Linked DNA regions of Macaca mulatta: region 1 is linked to region 2. The links are chromatin contacts, called in public Hi-C maps. All regions are on one chromosome and are shown on one strand. Each heading gives the region's core, a stretch centred on a gene start, on an enhancer-like site or on the middle of the called end of the contact. The rest is flanking DNA. Distances are from core to core; before and after follow the strand shown. Region 1 holds the start of PEX1 (peroxisomal biogenesis factor 1). Region 2 holds the start of FAM133B (family with sequence similarity 133 member B).

Evidence for each region. Hi-C and Micro-C count contacts between places; a contact is called where the count stands out from the background.
Region 1: a contact with region 2 is called in a Hi-C map of CD4 T cells, with 2.5 times the contacts expected there. The contact joins the promoter of PEX1 here to the promoter of FAM133B in region 2. A contact is called at or near these places in 3 of 14 Hi-C or Micro-C datasets (CD4 T cells, fetal cortex germinal zone and liver).

What each region holds. Positions count from the first base shown.
Region 1 is chr3:126,863,637-126,868,028 of T2T-MMU8v2.0, forward strand. It overlaps PEX1 (peroxisomal biogenesis factor 1), which reads left to right and starts at 2,332. Exons shown (of 25, transcript XR_013415456.1): 1 at 2,332-2,485. It overlaps RBM48 (RNA binding motif protein 48), which reads right to left and starts at 2,007. Exons shown (of 5, transcript XM_015134238.3): 1 at 1,867-2,007; 2 at 1,123-1,313. The coding sequence starts at 1,977.
Region 2 is chr3:126,788,971-126,793,502 of T2T-MMU8v2.0, forward strand. It overlaps FAM133B (family with sequence similarity 133 member B), which reads left to right and starts at 2,259. Exons shown (of 11, transcript NM_001261033.1): 1 at 2,259-2,371. The coding sequence starts at 2,348.

The DNA.
Region 1 (4,392 bases), core at 1,082-3,581, 75 kb after region 2:
CAGTCTCACTCTTTCCAGGCTGGAGTGCAATGGCATGATCTTGGCTCACTGCAACCTCTACTTTCTGGGTTCAAGTGATCCTTGTGCCTCAGCCTCCCCAGGAGCTGGGATTAAAGGCTTGCACCAACACAGCTAATTTTTGTATTTAGTAGAGTCAGGGTTTCACCATGTTGGCCAGACTGGTCTTGAACTCCTGACCTCAGGTGATCCGCCTACCTCCACCTCCCAAACTGCTGGGATTACAGGTGTGAGCCACATGCCTGGCGCCAAACCCAAATTTTTTCTGTTTTTTTTTTTTTTTTTTGAGACAGAGCCTCGCTCTGTCATCCAGGCTGGAGTGCAGTGGTGTGATTTCTGCTCACTGCAATCTCCACCTCCCGGGTTCAAGCGATTCCCATGCCTCAGCCACCTGAGTAGCTGGGACTACGGGTCTGCACCACCACACCCAGCTAATTTTTGTATTTTTAGTAGAGCCGGGGTTTCCATCATGTTGGCCAGGCTGGTCTTGAACCCCTGACCTCAAGTGATCTGCCTGCCTCGGTCTCCCAAAGTACTCTGATTACAGGCGTGAGGCGTGAGTTATTGGCGCCCAGCCCTCAAACCCATTTTTTTTTTCTTTGAGGCGGAGATCCCCTCTTGTTGCCCTGGCTGGAGTGCAATGGCGCAATCTCGGCTCACTGCAACCTCTGCCTCCTGGGTTCAAGCAATTCTCCTGCCTCAGCCTCCTGAGTAGCTGGGATTACAGGTATGCGCCACTAGACCCGGCTAATTTTGTATTTTTAGTAGAGACGGGGTTTCACCATGTTGGCCAGGCTGGTCTCAAACTCCTCACCTCGTGATCCGCCTGCCTCGGCCTCCCAGAGTGCTGTGATTGCAGGCGTAAGCCACCGTGCCTGGCCAAACCCAACTTTTACTCTACCACGCTACAGGACATTAAATTGTTAAGCATGGGATGTGATGGATACAGTGTTTCAGTAAAGTTAACCTGTAAAAAGGCTGTAGGAAGATATGCTAGATTACATTTTGGGGTAATTCAGATATGAATGAGGGAAACTTGGGGCCAAAATGACAGAAATATGAATGGAGGAAATGAAACGAGTCATTGCTTAACTTGCACCTTACCTTGCACTTTGTAAGTTCATAAATTTAATAAGATAAACTTCAGTAAAGTCTTCTGCTGGGTATTCATCTAGCGCATTGTACTGTTCAATTGCACCATATAAAGCGAATCGCTCAACTAATTCCTTCATGACTCCCACAGCAGGAACTCCTTGTATTAATAAGTACTGAGATTCCAAATTGATTGTATATACCTGAAAGAAATGCATAGTTATTAAACGTATTTCGCAAATAAGCCTAGGACGAATCTGCCTCTATTTTTTTTTTTAAACAGAACTTTGAAAACAAGAAATAATCTGTTCAACCCAGTCAGCAAAAAACACAAAATAAAATTTCTGCCATTCCCTCTGCATAAAGAGTAACAGTCCATGTGAGAGGCTACCTAAGGCATATAACAGACTACCTTCAGTCGACATTTTTTTCCAGAAATTGAGTCGGCAGAAGTCACTGGGAACAATCACTCAACGAATATTCACTGAGCGCTTACCTGTGCCAAGTAGTACTGTAAACACTGAAGATCCAATGACTAAAACCAAGCCCTATTCTCGTGGAGTTGATGTTCTAATAGTTGACCAAAAGGGTCGTGAGAATCTTTGGTACCTGGCCCAGGGTTCTTCACGCCAGCTCTAATGAGCGACAGATCTGACGGAAGCCTTGTCGTGCCTTTATTTCCGTAGGTTAGCCATATGGCGCTAGCGCTCACAAAAAGCTACCGAGGAGAGCGAATGAAACCAAAAATCACTTTACCTTGACAGCACGAGGCCGTCGTCCCTCCCGATATTTGGCCCGCGTGTCGCACACCGCCCTCTGGACGTGGTGGTCAAATAAACTCCCTAACTCCCCACCGCTGGACGCCATCTTGCCTACTTTGATCCTCGCAGGGAGGACAACATCCGCCCTGCTGACCTCCCTTTTATCCAATAAGAGAGCGGGATGAGTTAAGGAGTGTCAGGATTGGCTGAAGAATCGACAGCGTCGGCCATCGTTTCCTGCGTGCGAGGATTTGATGAACGAGGTGCCGCCCCCGAGCGGCTTGGCGGAGAGGCGCGGTGGGTGACAGAAGCTTTCTTGTCCCACCCCACTACAGGCTTACGGCGAGACGCGCAGCGGGGAGAGGGGGCGGGGCCTCAGGGGGCGGGGCCGATCGATCTCCTCCGGTTCCGACGTCCTCGGCCTGCCAGGTCCCGTGTCCTTTGCGGCGCTAGGGTGGGCAAACCCAGAGCGACGCTTCGGGACGATGTGGGGCAGCGATCGCCTGGCGGGTGCTGGGGGAGGCGGGGCGGCAGTGACTGTGGCCTTCACCAACGCTCGCGACTGCTTCCTCCACCTGCCGCGGGGTCTCGTGGCCCAGCTGCACCTGCTGCAGGTAACGTGCTGGCCCCGGGCCACCTGATCTTCAGCCTGGGGTCGGACAAGGCCGAAGCCTCTCAGGGACGCGGCGGGACACCGGCTGCCACCCGGGCGCCCCCGAAGCGTACAGAGATTAGGGTCCCTCGACGGCAGGGCCCTTCTGGTTAGTCTCTGCATCCCGCAAGTCCAGTGCAGCCCTGGGCTCGTCTTATCCCAGGTCTTTTCACTTGGTGAAACTGGGCCTAGAAATGTCCTAATATTCTACCACTGTTTTTATAAATATTCCTCATTCCAGGCTGGAAAAGTTCCTGATAAGTGGTTTGTTTTTGTTATTTTAAAAGGTGCTTTTCTTGCCAGTCATTTCCAGTTACCTGCGCTGCTGCCGTCCGGGCCGCGAGAGGGAGGCGCAGAGTTGTTGGTGGAGCCCCTGTCGGTCCCCGGGGACTGAGCACCGCGTCCCATGAGCGGGAAAGCTTAATACAGTAATGGTTCTGCCCTGCGTCCCAGACCCTCGGAACACAGCTGTAGTGTGTCAGGAACACATAACGTAGTTAAGATCACTTGAAGCTCTGCGATCAGTCGCCCTTCTGGACGTTGTGGTTGGGATGTTTCGCAGTTCTAACCACCGGTGGAGATACAGCGTCCTTATTTTCGTAATTAAAAATAGAGGCACATGGTCTCACGAGTTTGAGTGTGGTTATGGGGGCAAAAGGACGGCGTATTTGAAATCTTCATAAATCCTGGATGCATGGTACCCACCAGTGGCTAATCTATGTAATGAATAAAGAGTTTGCAATAATTTCAAGCATCCCTTCTTTCCACTTGAGTTACTTCTCCATACCTAGGGGAAGATTTTTTTGGTCCATTGAAAACATGAGTTCAGCAGAATCCTCCTATCATCGTCGTTATTATTTTTTACTACTAAGTAGACAATCTTGGTTTTTGATGGGCTTTATGGTTAGAGACAAATCAGTCACTGTCACCAAGTTCCAGGTAGAAGTTGGTTCAGTGCTCTGTCAGCTTCGATGGGATTTTTCAACATGTTTTCAAATCCACTCATGATAGTAGGAATGCTTTCTTACAGTAACTCTAATTTGATCCTAAGATGTAGTTGTTACCTTACATTCATCACTGTTTAAGAATTTAGTGGTCTTGATCTTTGTTTTAAATTTTGAGCCTTCGAGAAGTATTTATAAGAATTAATTCATGTTACCTTACATTCGTCACTATTTAAGAATTTAGTGGTCTTGATCTTGTTTTAAATTTTGAGCCTTCAAGAAGTACTTATAGGAACTAATTCATGCATATCTTTTTGAAATGTAAATGTCTTTAGCCCTGGAACAAATTGCTGTTTCTGTTCAGCCCATATTAGCAGAATAGGTCAACTTTGCTTTCTAATTATCAATGTAATAAGTTTATGACTTTATAGATTCTATAAATCTATACATTTATTTCTTGATGAATTATATAAATTTATATAATTTATGTTTTGTAGAAAATTTAGAAAGCATGGAAAATTGTTAACAGGAAAATAAATTACCCGTAATCCCAGAACTTAGAGGTGACTAATGTTGACAGTTTGGATCAAATCTTCCAGTTTTGTTTCTAATCTTCATTTTTAACAGAAATGAAGTCCTATATACACACATACAGTTTTGTGTCCTAGTGTTTTTACTTAATGTTATTATGAGTGTTTTATTTTGTTAAAAGGTCATCTTTTTAAGTTGTTAATTAGTATTCTAGCACAAATTTGCCATAATTTATTTAACTGTTCACTATGATTGACTATTTAGATTGTACTTAATTTTTAGGCATTAGAAGTGATAAACTATATTTTAATCAAACGTTGAAAATAACACATCTTTGTTTAGAAAACATCATTTTTATTTCTTGTTGTCTAGGATAGATTCCCAGAATTCTTGG
Region 2 (4,532 bases), core at 1,009-3,508:
GGGTCACAATCCACCTGAAATGCCACTTCTCAAACCTCCTTCTCTTCTCTCCCCTCTCAAAGGCAGTGTGATTTTGTAAGGAAAGCATATGCTTTCATGGTGTGTGTGTGTGTCTATGCATGTCTATGTTTCTGCGTGTGTATTTAATAGAGACTGCATCTTGTAAATGCTTTCATGTTTGACACACCTGTGTTTGAATCCCCAGCTTCTCTGCTTTCTTGCTGTGGAAGCCGGCACAAATTACTCAGCTTCCCTTAGCCTCAGTTTTTGTCATCCACAAAATGGAATGTAATCTCTTGGTTATGCCTAGAACATTTGGAAGGGCATGTAGGCCCATTGTTATCAGGGAAGTGTATTTATTAGCAGATCACACATGTGCAGAGAATGTGTAAAGATTTTTTCTGTCACTGAATTATATCCTGAGAAGTCTTGGACTGATTTGGTCTTTATGGAGTCCACTCAGATGAGCTCCCGATAGCTCTTGCCATCTTCTTTGTCTCCACAGGCCCCTGGTCATTTTCTTGTTTCTCTCTCCCCCCAGGGATTCATGTTTCATCCAGGAGGGGTTGTGTACACCGGCAGAGAGAGAGAGAGAGACTTCTAAAGGAAATACAACCTTTCTGTTGACTTATACCATATTTTTAAAAATTTCTGTGTTCTGTACAATCGGCCAACCAAGGAGCTGAAAAAGAAGAAAAAACTATATTGTCTCACAGGTATTCTCATGCTTATCATGTTGGAGTATTAAAAATAATATCTGTCAAATGCCTAGAATATTTAACACATGAAAAATAAGCCAGGAAAGAAAGAATAACTTAACATTAACAGGTTCTCCTCTTCGTCTTGTGTATAAAAAGAAGCCTGTCTTTAGTCAGAGTCCCCAGCTTAAGTCAGGAGTAACGGAGGAGGAGGAAAAATGAGAGATTGGAGGCCTCATTTTGGAAAGTGGGTTACTGAGAAATAAACAATACTTAGTAGGGAGCAGAACCACCAAGGACTGCATGTGAGAGTTTGGAAAAGTTTTGAGACAGAAAATGGCAGTCGGGAACATCTGCCATATAGTGTAGCATGAAAAATGCAGGAAGGGAGGCAGAGATTGGGAAAGATGACTTTAAAGCATGTTCTTGTATGTAATGAGTGTAATTCCCATTTTGCCATTTCCAAGAGTCCGGAGAAGATCCTAATTGATTTTCAACTACTTCCTAATGACACTTGCTAAGATGAACCCAGAGGGGTCGCTTTACTAAATGTGATTATCTTCTCTGGAGCCCAGATCATCTTCCTTAAAGTTGCGGTACGGAAGTGCCAATGTTATGATATGCTATGCAGTAAATTTGACCCTGTGTGTGTTTACCGCCCTTACGAGTTTATAAACAGGCCCCTTGACAATAGGGATTTTTCTTAATCATCTTTGTGCCCTACCCAGCTCCAGCTTCCAGCCACCCCGTTAGTGAAAACTGTACAAACGACATGTTCAAAAATTAGTGTGAAATGAATGCATAGGTGATGAATGAATGGGATTGAAATTAGAGGGTGATTTCGTTAGCGGCGTCTATGACAGCACTGCCTTTCCCCCCACCAGCCGATGGGCTCCGTGAGGGACCAAGGCTCCTTGGTCCTCACTTTGTCCCCAGCACTTGCACTCTGTCAAGCACAAAATAAGCATCGGGAGAATCTTTGTGTACCCTCGCATATTTCAGCGCATCAAGAATGGAAGAAAGGCCAAGCACAGGGGCTCACGCTTGTAATCCCAGCACTTTGGGTCAAGGAGGGCGGATCACTTGAGGTCAGGAGTTATAGACCAGCCTGGTCAACATGGTAAAACCCTGTCTCTACTAACAACACAAAAAATTTAGCCCAGCGTGTTGACGGCCGCCTGTAATCTCAGCTACTCGGGATGCTGAGGCAGGAAAATCGCTTGAACCCGGGAGGTGGAGGCTGCAGTGAGCCGAGATCGTGCCACTGCACTCCAGCCTGGTCGACTGAGAGAGACGCCGTCTCAAAAAAAAAAAAAAAAAAAGAATGGAAGAAAGCAAAACAATCCAAGGCCAAACTGAAGCGAGCTGCCTTGGTGGGACTCCGGTGCATAAGTGCAGAGTCGCCCGCTCTTGGGTGCCTAATAAACAACCGGACTCCCGCAGGCGCTCAGCCAACTGCAGCGATCGCTGGAGCCGGCTGTCCTCCACAGCGATAGGGGGCGCTGTAGTCAAGTGCGGCTGTCGAGTCCGCGTGGTGCCGCTCTCTGGGCGGAGTGGGGAGGCGGTAGGAGGACCTGTGGCGGTCCTGCTTCGGCAGTCTCTGCGGCCCGGTTTCCCTTGGCGTGCGACTGTGCGCTCAATCCAGCACCATGGGGAAGCGGGACAATCGGGTGGTGAGTACTCAGCGGGGAAAACAATAGGGCGATGCAGGGCCGGGCGGCAGGACAGCGAGACCCGTCGCTGTCCCGGCCGGGCCGGAGGGCAAGCGGCAGCCCTCGGATGTGGGGCCCGGAGACCCAGCACCCTCCGCCGATCCCAGATGCGCGTGCGCCGCGCACGCAGTTGGCGCTTTAGGGTCCCCAGCTCTCTCTTGCCCGCCCCTTTTCCTTCGCCTCGCCTCTCTTTCTGGCGCTGCTCCTTTGCACCCTTGCCTCCTGTACGCGGGCCCCCAGTGCCCACTTAGAACCGCGAGGGCTCGGGGAAATCCCCCTCTCCCGCCCCGCCATGTAACTCCGAAGTCTTAGGCCCTGGGAGGCGCCCGACTCACCCGCTCCTCGGTATCGGCCACCCCAGGTCCGCACTCCTCTGCAACTGCGCACCCCTCTGCAACTGCGCACCCCTCTCCAACTGCGCACCCAAGTGGGAGGGAGGCACAGAGGCCTCGACTGGTCCCGGAGGGCCAGCAGCGCGCCTGGTTTTAGCGACAAGCAGGCTCCCGTTTGAAAATGGGATGGCAGCATTGGCCTTCGTGTTTCCAGCGCCCTATAGGACCTGGCACCCATAGACACTGTGAAGGAATGAATGGCGTGAAAATAGTTGGCTTTCGAATCCAACACAAAACTGGAATGTCAGTTTTGTTCCGTCGGAAGTTGGGTGACCTAGAACAAGTTACTTCTCTGTGCCTTAGTTTATTAAAGGGGATCATTATTATCTACAACCTTACAGAATAATTGAAACCACAAAAGGCAAGATGTGTGAGCTAGTACTGAGCATGAAAATTATTACTCTAGTAAATGAGATAAAAGAGATACATAAATAACTTATAGCAGAAAGAGTAGGAAGTGGTCCTTGACAGATATTAGAAATTCTAAAGGCATTCAGAAGAAAAGGTGCTTTTGAGAAGCGGAGATGGGAGGAAAGCATTCTAGATCGCTGGGGCGGGGGAGCTGAAAAACTCAGGTTATGAATCAGATTGAATGGGTGATAAACATAATGAAATAGCAATAAGCTTAGGTTGCAGCCTGACAGTTACTGGGCTTGCCTGTGACAGAGTTTTAGCCAGAGTAGCAAAATGAGGAAAATGCACGTAAAACGAATGTGCTACGTTTCTTGAACTCGCTTTTTTATTCAACAATTATTTGCAAACTGTGTGTCTCTCGCGCCAAATCATTACATTTATGAAATGATGACACTTGCCATCAGTATTTGCCAGTTCTTGCATGGCTTTTATAAAGAAAAACCTGAGACTGGGTAATTTATAAAGAAAAGGGTTTAATTGGCTCACACAGTTCTATGGGCTGTACAGAAAGCTTAAGGGCATCTGCTTCTGGGGAGGCCTCAGGGAGCTGTTACTCATGGTGAAAGGCAAAGCAGGGACAGGCGTCTTACATGGCAGGAGCAGGACCAAGAGAGGGACGGACGGGGAGAGGTGCTACAGTTTTAAACAACCGCATCTCTTGAAAACTCTTATCTCTATACAGTGCAGGGGAGAGGGGGATGCTAAACCATTCATGAGACCTCCGCCCCCCTGATCCAGTGACCTCCCACTAGGCCCCACCTCCAGCATTGGGGATTACAATTCGACATGAGATTTGGGCGGGGACACAGATCCAAACCGTTTCACCATCTTAAAAGCTTTGTAGTTCTGTATAGTCTTTATAATGGAAAACGTCTAGGAACCACTGTGGTAGTGAATCTTGATTACAAGATAGCGGGATGTTCTTTCTCCTGGCTGCAGGTGAGACTTGGTTGTGATATCTTGATTGTTATGGCGTTGAAGTGATGTAGCATAACACCATTTCAGCATAGGAGCATCCTTAGGTGTTTGAATATTTAGGCTCTTTTAATACCCTTGGGCCTTGAATGTTTAGAGATCACCTGACCTTGGATGCAGTTTCATATACAGACCTAAAATGTTTCATATTACTGAAGAAACGTTTTGGTTTAAACATCCCTTTAAAGCATTTGAAAAACTTACCAAATTAGCTTCATTTACTAGAACATTTTGATAGCTCTGGGCTCTACTTACTGTTGGTATGCAGCCATGGCACAGAGTATTCTGGTAACATTTTGTATGCACTTCAAAGATTGGGATTAAGAACAAGAAATTAAGAG